Linked DNA regions of Mus musculus: regions 1 and 3 are each linked to region 2. A link is a contact called in public HiChIP or PLAC-seq and Micro-C data. All regions are on one chromosome and are shown on one strand. Each heading gives the region's core, a stretch centred on a gene start, on an enhancer-like site or on the middle of the called end of the contact. The rest is flanking DNA. Distances are from core to core; before and after follow the strand shown.

Region 1 (3,464 bases), core at 528-3,027, 320 kb after region 2:
CTCAGATTCTATAGTCCCGCCTTCTCTTCTAAGACTATCATGTAAAGGTGCTCTCTACCTGTTAGGAATGAGTATGTCGGGCCAAGGTGCCACTCGCCTTTAATCCCAGTTCCCAGGAGGCAGATCTCTATAAATTCAAGGCCAGCTTGGTCTACAGAGGGAGTTCTAACCGGTCAGGACTACATAGTGAGATTCAACAAAAGAATAAGGAAAAATAAATAAATAAATAAATAAAAAACAACAACAACAACAAATCAAAAGAAAAAGAACAAACACATGTACATGCACACAGATATTCACCTACACAAATATTCACAAATTGGTAGCTATGTGCATATGTCTAGCATGGAAATACAAGACATTGCCAGTAGTGGTCATATCAAATAAAACATCTGTACTACTCTGCACGCTTGGCTTCTTTTTATCATGGGTATCTGTTCATGTTATAATTTCTAAAATAAATAAATAAAAATTTAAAAAATAATTGTAGAGGCAGGGTCCGAGAGATGATCGTCAGGTAAAGGTGCTTACCCAGACTAGCCATTCCTATAGCTACATGACAGAAAGCGAGAAGTGACTCCCAAGGTTGTCCTCTGATCTCCACATGAGCACAGTAGCACATGCCACCCCCAGCACACAAACACACACACACACACACACACACACACAAATGTTAGAAACTGTAAAGACAAAGACAGAAGAGGCCAGGTGAGCAGGTGAGCAGGCCGGGACCTGGGCCTCATGTACAGAGTTCTACAGCTAAAAATCATCTGTCACTCCAGGTCCAGCAAAGCTGATGCTCTCTTCTGGGCTCCGTAGGCACCAAGCATACATGTGGTGCATAGACATGCATGTAGGCAAGACACCCACACTCATAAAATTAAAAATAAAGGGGCGGGGAGGAAAGAAGAAACTTTTTTTTTTCCCGAGACAGGGTTTCTCTGTGTAGCCCTGGCTGTCCTGGAACTCACTCTGTAGACCAGGCTGGCCTTGAACTCAGAAATCTGCCTGCCTCTGCCTCCCAAGTGCTGGGATTAAAGGCCGCCACCACACCCTGCTCAGAAAAGAAGAAATTTAAAAAGAAACAAACAGTCTGGCAGTGGTGGAGTATGCCTTTAATCCCAGCACTTGGGAGGCAGAGGCAGGCGGATTTCTAAATTCAAGGCCAGCCTGGTCTACAGAGTGAGTTCCAGGACAGCCAGGGCTATACAGAGAAACCCTGTCTTGGAAAAAAAGAAAGAAAAGAAAAGAAAAGAAAAGAAAAGAAAAGAAAAGAAAAGAAAAGAAAAGAAAAGAAAAGAAAAGAAAAGAAAAGGAACAAACAACAATGGAATCAGATGTTTTTCAGGAATGGTTTTAAGGGTACTGCTAAGTATGCAAGGTGCTTTGCGAGGACATTTTATGTATAGACCCATCTTTCTTTGAGTTCTGATGTCTCAAGTATCAGGTTTTGAGAAAGAAAACGTAGCTGCAACTTCATCTCCATCCTCTTCTCAATTCAACAAGAAAGCATCCCTGCTGTTTTATAGACAGAGAAAGCAAATGTAGTCTGAAATGATCACTTGCCAACCAAACACGCTGAATGCGCTGCTCACTAGACTTCGCTGTTTGCAAAGACTTATGACTGCCAGAAGTTTTTAGCTCCCTATTCATTCTGTCCCTCCTGCAGAGGAGGCGCTAGGCATATGCAAAACAAGCAGAAGGCTCTCTTTGCTGGTGGAGCCCGGGTGAAATGTAGAACGACTTCCTCCGGGGCCACAGTATAAACAAAGCTGGCTCCCAGCAGAGGCAGGAAGTATCTAACCCTCGGGAACCAGTCTGCGTCTCTCCCCAACCTGAGAGCTTCACCTTGAAGATGAGCGATTCACTGCAGTCATTTTCTGAGTGTTTTCTGGGTCAGAAGCAGTGAGAGCAGCCGTGCCCAGGCTGCCAGCGAATTGCTACACTGAGAGTGCAGAGCCGTGTTAACGTCTCTACTATGCTCACCCCCTGCGCTCAGGCAGCCTGGGTGAGAGGAGCCCAGCTGGACTACGGCAGCTGAGTACTTTTCCAGTCTCTGGGCAAAGTGACTTCACCCAGTTTTGCAATGCAAATGACCTGGTTTGTCCTCCTAGGTGTGGGTTTCTGTCTTGGAGGAGGATACTCACTTCCTCTCCCAGAGTTCTTGGCTTGACGCCTCAGTCCTTGCACCTGTAAACACCTCCATTCTTCTCAGAACTCCACACAATAAAGGCACCCTCTTCTATCCCCGCAGTTTTCAGTCGGCACATACAGGATTTGATCTACTCAGTTTATATGTAGGACCCTACAGATTAAATGGGAATCGAGACCAGAGAGCAGCCTACAAAGGAAACCATCTCCCAACATGAAGAGGATCGGTCCCTCAAAGCCATACCCAGCCGAGCCACTGGCCACTGAACTGTGACCGGTGACCTCTGCTGTGGCACCTAGCATCTTGCAGCAGGATGATTACTGGTTTTCATGGCTTCCTAGACCTTCTAGAAGCTCCTATGCATTTAGTCGACTCTCACACGGTTAAATGTGTTGACCACTACTATATCTGCTTCTTTGACCACTATATCTGCTTCTTGCCAGCCTCTCTATTATGCCCCCCAGACAGAACACACTGAGATCCCAGCTGACTACCCTGGCCGAGTTCCCTCCTGCCCTCAAGACACCATCACACAGGCCCTCTGTTTATCGGCTCATCTCAGACCCTACACACATATTTATAGAGGCCGCCTCACCCCACTCAGTGACTTTGGCAGCCAAACAGCAGCTCCTACCAATCCCTAGGCACAGAATGGGGCAGCAGTGGGAGTGTGCCTATGACAGAAAGTTTTGTTGAAGGAAACAAAAACACACCCAAAGGCCTGAGCAAGCAGAATGCTAGTGAGTCCAGCCATTGGTGAAACTCACTTTGTGTTGGGGTAAGGCAGAAAAGAAAGCAGAATTAAGCATTACAGCTTTATACAATATGGCTTCCGCTTCGTTCGTCTACAGACGAGCAATGTACCCAGGAAATCAAAACTTCTCTACAGGAATGTGGGAGGGGTTTTTTTTCTTCCTGAAATGTGTTCCTTAACCCCTCCCCCTTATAAAACAAATCTTACATAGATGCATCTGGGGCGGCCATCAAAGAGTCTCTTTCATCACTGCATTCTGAGGGTCAACATCAAACAGCCACTGAAAAATGAGGTGGGAGGGACTGTATGCCGGATGAATAAACAGATGAGTTCTGATGGGGCCTGTTAAAACCAGCTGTTACCTTTCCTCCTGATAGGTGGAAAGCACTGGAGGAGGTTGAGGTGGGAAGAGCCCCCACCACTCACCACGAAGCAGTCCTCGCCTCTTAGCGTCACTCATGAACAGCTAGTAATTCCACCAGCCCTTCCGTAGGCGTCTACTTTGTTTTAGCACAGTGCTGAATATTCCAGAAATTACCCAATTCGGGCAGCATTTCT
Region 2 (3,374 bases), core at 356-2,855:
GAATTCAAAATGAAAAACCACTGGGCTAAGAGAAAAATTAATTATTAGGGTAGGGGGCTACTTGCCCTAGATGCTAGGTACTCACAAACTGGATGGGGGAGGGGAGAGTGAGGGCTGCGCAGCCCGATCTGGACACCCGCCCACTTGCTAGAGCCTGGAGGCCTGACGCGGCCGCCCAGGACCCGGCTGACACAGACGGATTGAGGCTTCTGCGCCCGCTCGGAGCCCGGCCCGCAGCGGGAATGGGCTCTAAGGCTGTGCGGCAATCGCGCGCGCCATCCCGCCCGCGTTAGGCCCCGGCGGCCCACGGCCAGGGGCGGCTCCGCGCGCCCAGCACTCGCTCGCCGTTGCTAATGTCCTCCTTGGGCCCTGACTGACATCTCCAACGGACCAAAAACAGCACCCCTCTCCCCGGCTACTTGCATCTGTCCCGCGACGGGTGCAGCTGCAGCCGCCGCCCGGGCGGCTCGCGGCGGGAGGGACTGAGCCCGGAGCAGCCCACAGGGGCAGGGCCGCGTTGCTTACCCAGACTCCGCCGCGGCGGCGGACTGGCGGGCGGGCTTCTCTGTGCGGGAGGGGCGGGCTCCCGCGCGGCGCACACCACGCGGCTGCGCCCGCTCACGCACCCGGCGGGCTGCTCTCGCGCGGCTTCCCGCGCCCGGCCCACGTGACCGGACTGCCGGGAAGCGAGCGGCACCCCGGCTAGTGTGCGTGCCTGCCTGCGTGCGTGCGTGCGTGCGCGCGCGCCTGCCTGCCCGCCCGAGTGGCCAAGGCGGGGGTCGGCCCCGCGCTCCGGGCGCGCCTCTGCCACGGTCCCCAGTCGTGACTGGAGGCGGAAGTGTGGGGACAAGTTCGAGCGTCACTGGCTCCCCACACGTCTTGGCGTGACCTGGGAACTTTCCCCGGCGTGTGCAAAAAAAAAAAAAAAAAAAAAACCCAAAAAACAAAAAAAAACCACGGGTGCCCCCTCGGCCCTGGGTGGGGACGGGCAAGGATGCACCGGCGTCTGGCGCGGGAGGGGGACGAGGGCGCGGGGCAGGCAGCCACATGCGGCGGGAGCCAGGGAGGGAGGCGGGCCGGGCGGGGCATGGCGGGGGAAGTGACTCAGGCCCGAGGCTGGCGGGCCCACGCGAAGAGGAGTCGGGGGGCACGGAGGACCCCGAGCGGACAGGCTTTAGGCTGGACGGGACGAGAGTGTCACCCCCCCCTCCAGGCGTCCAGGGTGGAGCGCGGGGGCGGGTCCAACTGCGGGGCCCTGCGGGACAGGGGTCTGACATCTGGGTAGAGGGCGATCGGCATCCAGCCCTGGGGGAGTCGGGAGGATCCCAGTGGCGTCCAGCTGTGCAAACAGGAGGAGGGCCAAGCCGACTCCGGGGAGAGGGGCGACAGTGCTGCTCCAGCCGCCGCCGCCCGGGCGCCCGCGCTGCGGGCAGTGCCAGCCTCCCCGGCCCGACGCAGAAACTTGTTGCAACCAACAGGCGACCGCGGGTGCCCCTAGCCGCCAGCGGCGGAGTGGGTGGGCGGGCGAGAGGGAGGGGAAGGCTGGCGGACGCCGCCGCGAACTGGTGGGCAGACCCGGAGTCGCCGCGTAAGCGGGGCCGGCTCAGTGCGGTGCGGCAGGCGCGGCTGTGCGGCAGCGGAAGTCCTTTGTTGCAGCGCAGTCCCTGGCAGAGCCCGGAGTGTCTCGGCGCAGCCCAGCCGAGCGCCGCGCGCCGTCAACTGCAGCCCGCAGCCCCTCGCCTCCGCCCGCCTTCCCAGCGGCTCCGCTGCCCTCAACTCCATAAAACCTCCGCAGCCGCGCGTCCCACCGCGCCCGGTGAGTAGCTGCCAGTCGTCGGGGCCATTTGCGCAACTTTGGCCGAAGCTGGGCCACGGGCCTGGCGGAGTGCGTGGCCGAGGCGGCGCCGACCGGTGCGGGGAGCCGGAGCGTGGAAAGCGCGCGGCGAGGAGCCGGTGGCGGGGGTCTGCCGAGCGGCTTCGCTCGGGGCCGGCCGTCAGTCCGGTGCGCGCGGCCTCTCCGGGTTCCGGACGAATCCCCTCTCCAGACGACTTCCCAAATTACTTCTTTTCCCTTTATTTTATTTTGTGCTGGGGGGGTGGGGGGAGGGGAGGTGGAGGCGGGAGGCCGCGCTTGATTGACGGGCCCAGAGCGCGCTTCGCTAACTTCCAGCTGCGGCTGGGCGGCCGGTGGGAGGGGAGCGTCCCGGAGCCGGAGGCCGCAGACTTGGGCGCGCTCCGAGGGAGGAGGCGGCTGGGCCGCGCGGATTCCTGCTTCGCTCTTTCCCACCCCCGCTCCTCAGCACACACGCTTTTTGTTCGGGTCCAAAGTGGTAGGTCTCGGGGGTTTGGGGGGTTTTCTGTGTACGAGATCCTCCCCCCCGCCCCCCGAGTCCCGAGAAGAAAGTGCTTTTTGCCTCCAGTGGTGGGCGCTTACAAGTAGAAGTTCTGGTGGAGGCGGTGAGCTAGTTGGGTGGCGATCTGGAGTCCTTGCTGCTGAAGCGTGCAGGCGTGGATCTGGGCTCAGCCGCCGCTCCCAGGCTCCCTTTCCACCTTAGCCACTCGTCCACGTGATCTGAGGGCTTGACAAGACATTTTCCAACTCGGACGGGTCTAGAACAGGTTAATGAAAGTCCTTGTTTTCTGGGGATAGGGTTTTGTATGTGTGTGATCATGTTCCCAAATCGAATGTCGCTGTGACGGTACATGTAGATTCTCCACTGGTCAGACTGTATTTCCGTACAGTATGAATCGCTGCGGCAACATTTTCCCCTTTGACACTGGAATCCACAAAGCGTTCCAAGCATTTCCCCCCGACCCCCACCCCGTTTTGAGACAAGGTCTGGCTAGGTAGCCCAGGATCGCTTGGATATAATTCTCCTGCCTCAGGAAATCCTAAATTTTGGGGTGATAGGCTTGTTCTGAGGCTTTCCAAGACCACTTAGAATTTCTTGAGCCGAAGTTTGAGGCACCCTGAAGTCGACTGGGGAAATCGATGTAGTTCTTATGACTGTTTTAAAGCAACCATGTTTTTTAAAAGGTATAAAATAGGTTCTCTGGAATTTTGTCACCTCAAATGGATATGATCTGGAGAAATGGAAAGAATGAAGGTACAAGAGGCTGAAGCCCAAATGATGGATGGATGGTCAGTTGCCTAGAACTGTAAAACTTCCCTTTTGAATCACTATCCCCTAAAGTCTCAGTAATACTGAGTGGCATTGGTAGCTGCATGGGGTTTCTTCCTCTTAAAGAAACAGACGGACCTAACGCAGCCGAGGTGCAGTGCAGTGCTTTTCCAAAGGTTAAGGCTTAGAAGTTCTGCGGTACAGTGCTGTGTTCCAGCCACTTGCACTCATTTTAACACCAGAATTTCTCCG
Region 3 (3,548 bases), core at 1,042-3,541, 300 kb after region 2:
CTACTGCGGGATGCCTGTTAGGCAGGCCATCTATCCTTTGCATTCCTCATGGATTCTGTGAAGCTGGGGACAGGCAGGGGCAGCAGCAGCTTCTATCTGGATATCTGAGGTGAGATACTGGGGAAGGGGCAGAGGGTCCCATAGCTATGCAAACTGACAGGCTTGCCAAGCAATTCTTTAGATTGTTGCTGACCCCTTTTTCTCATTTTACATTAAAAAAAAAAGGATGGTTTTAGTACACTAGAAGGGAATGTTTGCCACAATTCTTCACAATAAAAGCCTTTCTTCCTACCCTTTTCCTGTCTACGTGGTCTCAGCACCACCACAGTTCCGCTTTCATCTCAGTGCTAGCTTCTGATGCCAGGGAAGGCCCGGTTGTGACACCCTGTTCAGTTAGTGCAGGCTTCGGGCTTGGCTTAATGGCTCCCTTCAGACAAGGCCTAAGAGCTGGGCTCCGAGGGAGGACAGGATTGGCAGAGGGAAATGCTGCTTGGCTCACCTCAGCAACACACCCACCAAGCAGCTGATAGGCCTAGAGAAACCATCGTTAGTATCCTTGGCATTAGCTTGTGGGCTTTGACCCAAACCACCACATGCTCACCATTATAGGTAAGAAGTTGCCCGTTCTTGCCTACAAACTCGATGCTCTGGAGGACAAGTAGGAAGACCGTAACTAGGAAGCCAACCTGGGTGACATGCTGAGGCTTTATCTCAAACAAAATGAAAACAGAACAAATAAAAACTGTACAGACTTCCCAGTCTTTGCCAGGACTCTATACACAGCTACCACCACCAGACCCCCCCCCCCCATCCCAGAAGAGAACTGTGTTTATACAGGAACCGTTAATTTGATATATCTCCTTCCTGCCAACCTAATATATTTTATTTGATTGTTTTTAATTATAGATGTTGATGTATGCCAAGCCCTTAGAGAACCCCAACCAAAAAAGGCTACGATTGAGAATTGAGGCTAACGATGGTGGACTATTGGTACCTCAGAATGGTGCCAGTTGAGGAGAGAAGCAAGGGATAAACAGCAAGAAATAGCCTTTCTCTCCGAGAACGGCTTGGCCATGGTCATGGCATAAACACAGCCAGCAAGAAACCCACCTCTGCCTTTACATTTACACTTGACTGCCAATGAATGGATGGATGTCTGTTATAAACTATCCACACAGGCATGAAGGGATCAAGCCCCACACACAACAGGAAGTAGATCTCTAATAACAGACAGCTATAGGACACCATCACTGAAAGCAACATGACTCATATTTAGTACAGGGGTGAAACAGCCCTAAGAGCCCACTACACTGTCTTTTGGTCCACTCCTATGAGTGACTTCTGTCTGCTTTTGAGACAGGGTCTCATGCAGCCTGGGCTAGCCTCAAGCTCAGTGTGTAGCTGAAACTGACCATAAACTTCTGCTCGTCCTGCCTTGCTTCCTGAGTGTCGAGAACACAGATGTATTGTGTACTGAGACCAGCACTATGCTCTCTACCAAGTGACTCCCATCCCAGCCCCTACAAGCACCTCTCACCTTCAATCCATTTACAAACTGAGGCTTACAGAAGTCATCCAAGGCCACACCAGCAAAAGAAGGAAGGGTGAAATGTGACCTCCACCTGCCCGCTGCTGGTCTCACAGAATCATTTTGGGACTCTATTGATACATTTCAGTTTTCTTAACAGCCCGGTAATTCACACTAACGCTTACGAGGGCTTTAATAGACATAGAATATAAAGGGGATGCTGGTGCCTGCTGTAAATTCCTCCTAGTGTAAAAGTCACACTTACTCTTCTCCTCTGCCTAACGCTATTTCTATATATAAAAAAAAATAACCAAATGTTTCTAAAATATACCCAAATGATCCCCAAGGGCTCCACCTGATCTCTGCAGTGGGAAAGGTGCCCAGTTCCTTTGGTGGCCACAGGATGCTACTTCAGAAACAGAGAGGAAGCTGCTGTTCCTAAAAGTCCCAGGTGATTCATGTCACTAGCCCAACAGAAATAAGACCCAGAGACTATGTCCTTGAACTGTTGCTCTCATACCACATGCCTCTCATTAAAGGAACAAAAATCGTCTTGGAAAACCAGGAACCCAATGATCTGAGTAATGGCTACCCAAGCCAGGCTGGGGCAGCCCACATGCACTACCCAAGCCAGGCTGGGGCAGCCCACACGCACTAAGCTCCCCCCACCCCCGCCCCGAGTTCTCTCCATTATCTAGACACAGCAGAACTGGCTGACTCCTCTTGCTTATCTCCCTGTGCCTCACACGGGTTGCTACACCCAGTGCATGTAGGACCTCTTTATCGGGAAAGATCCACAGGACTAGCTTGTGCTTTTGTGCACAAGTGGTTATTGAGCCCGCCAAAAGATTGATAATTCTGTGTCTGCCTATTGGCACATACATTATGAACTCGCACACACCACGTCTGGTGGATACAGACGGGGTAGACACCGACCACAGAGCATGCAGCTCTGGAAGCTGCAAACCTCCTCATAAAGCTATATCACCGCCCTTTCTTAGACCGCCTGCCATTGTCCTGATGCCCAACAGCTAGAAAACAAAAACAAACCTTGCTAGGCTTTGAATGATATAATTCATTTCATAAATATCCCCTAAGCTCTGTGCTGAATCCCCACATAGCAAGTTTTACCAAACTCTAGCATTCCAGAGATGAGACCAAAGGCATCCTTTAGCCCTTTTGTGGCACGACAGGATCAGTGAGACAGTAGGATCACTGAGCTCACAGGCTTGCCAAACGGCAGCAGCCTTTGACAACGTGAAATGACATTTAAGGCTCAAAAGCCCTCCTGTATGTTTCTGACACTGTGAAATAATAAGCTTGCCACGGGCTCATCTACTTTCTTTGTTTCTGAGCCTTTTTAAAATTATCGTTTATATTTCTAATGCGTGAAAATTATTTATTAGATATGGTCAGACATTGGGGCCAATATTGACTTTCAAAAAGACACATTTTACATTTTATGCATAAAGTAAGTAGACCAATGAATGTAAATAAAACAGGCAGTGCCTTCCTGGTCGTTAAAAGAGTGAGACCTACCGCTGTAACGCATGGTTGCGAGCACAGCCTAAGGTCTCTCATGAAACACTAGACGCCCCGTCCCTGAATCACCTGTAATCAGAATGAAAGCAGAGAACTGTTACTCCTGACTTGTGGTAAGTAACTTGACTATAATGCATCGGGCTGTCTGGAATTCCCTTCTCCCTACACAGAGAAGCCTGATCTCCACCACAGAACAAAGACTACACAGTAATTAAACACCCTGGCCCAGGAGTGGAGCGGGGACGGAACCTCACTCTCTGCTCACCCTTTGAAAGAATCAGTAAACATCAGGGTAGGAGAGGAGAGAGAGGTTGGAAAGACCCTCAAAGTCTGGCCTATCTGTACAAGATAAAGGGGACCTCGTACTTTGCAACAGACAACACATGGCTGCCTAAACTGTACTGTTTTGAAAAGAGGCAGGATCCAGGCTCCGCAAGGTGCAGCCTGTCGGGATTTGTAACTGGATAAAAAGCACAGA

What was found. A called contact is a pair of places that touch in the nucleus more often than the background predicts. HiChIP or PLAC-seq counts read pairs in DNA pulled down with a chosen protein or histone mark.
Region 1: an H3K4me3 HiChIP or PLAC-seq map of embryonic stem cells shows a contact between it and region 2, with 12 read pairs. The contact joins the enhancer-like site here to the promoter of Zbtb1 in region 2. A contact is called at or near these places in 2 of 39 promoter capture datasets (embryonic stem cells and erythroid cells), 1 of 15 datasets of contacts at CTCF or cohesin (the NIH/3T3 cell line), 1 of 484 Hi-C or Micro-C datasets (embryonic stem cells), 7 of 115 datasets of contacts at active chromatin or transcription factors (acute myeloid leukemia, embryonic limb bud, embryonic stem cells and 2 more) and 3 of 9 other capture datasets (adipose tissue, embryonic stem cells and pancreatic islet).
Region 3: a Micro-C map of the G1E-ER4 cell line shows a contact between it and region 2. The contact joins the enhancer-like site here to the promoter of Zbtb1 in region 2. A contact is called at or near these places in 2 of 484 Hi-C or Micro-C datasets (both in the G1E-ER4 cell line) and 3 of 115 datasets of contacts at active chromatin or transcription factors (embryonic limb bud and embryonic stem cells).

Annotation. Positions count from the first base shown.
Region 1 is chr12:76,693,289-76,696,752 of GRCm38.p6, forward strand. All of the region lies in intron 1 of Sptb (spectrin beta, erythrocytic), which reads right to left. Among named protein-coding and RNA genes, the nearest start is that of Sptb, 16 kb to the right of the region's middle. Within about 2 kb of position 1,778, at least 122 of the 459 cell types and tissues checked have an H3K27ac peak or open chromatin away from gene starts, as enhancers often do. A contact at or near this core is called in embryonic stem cells, epiblast stem cells, forebrain and 1 more, where this site is marked.
Region 2 is chr12:76,368,915-76,372,288 of GRCm38.p6, forward strand. It overlaps Zbtb1 (zinc finger and BTB domain containing 1), which reads left to right and starts at 1,606. Exons shown (of 2, transcript NM_178744.3): 1 at 1,606-1,816. It overlaps Zbtb25 (zinc finger and BTB domain containing 25), which reads right to left and starts at 646. Exons shown (of 3, transcript NM_028356.2): 1 at 526-646.
Region 3 is chr12:76,671,685-76,675,232 of GRCm38.p6, forward strand. All of the region lies in intron 1 of Sptb (spectrin beta, erythrocytic), which reads right to left. Among named protein-coding and RNA genes, the nearest start is that of Sptb, 37 kb to the right of the region's middle. Within about 2 kb of position 2,292, at least 35 of the 459 cell types and tissues checked have an H3K27ac peak or open chromatin away from gene starts, as enhancers often do. A contact at or near this core is called in the G1E-ER4 cell line, where this site is marked.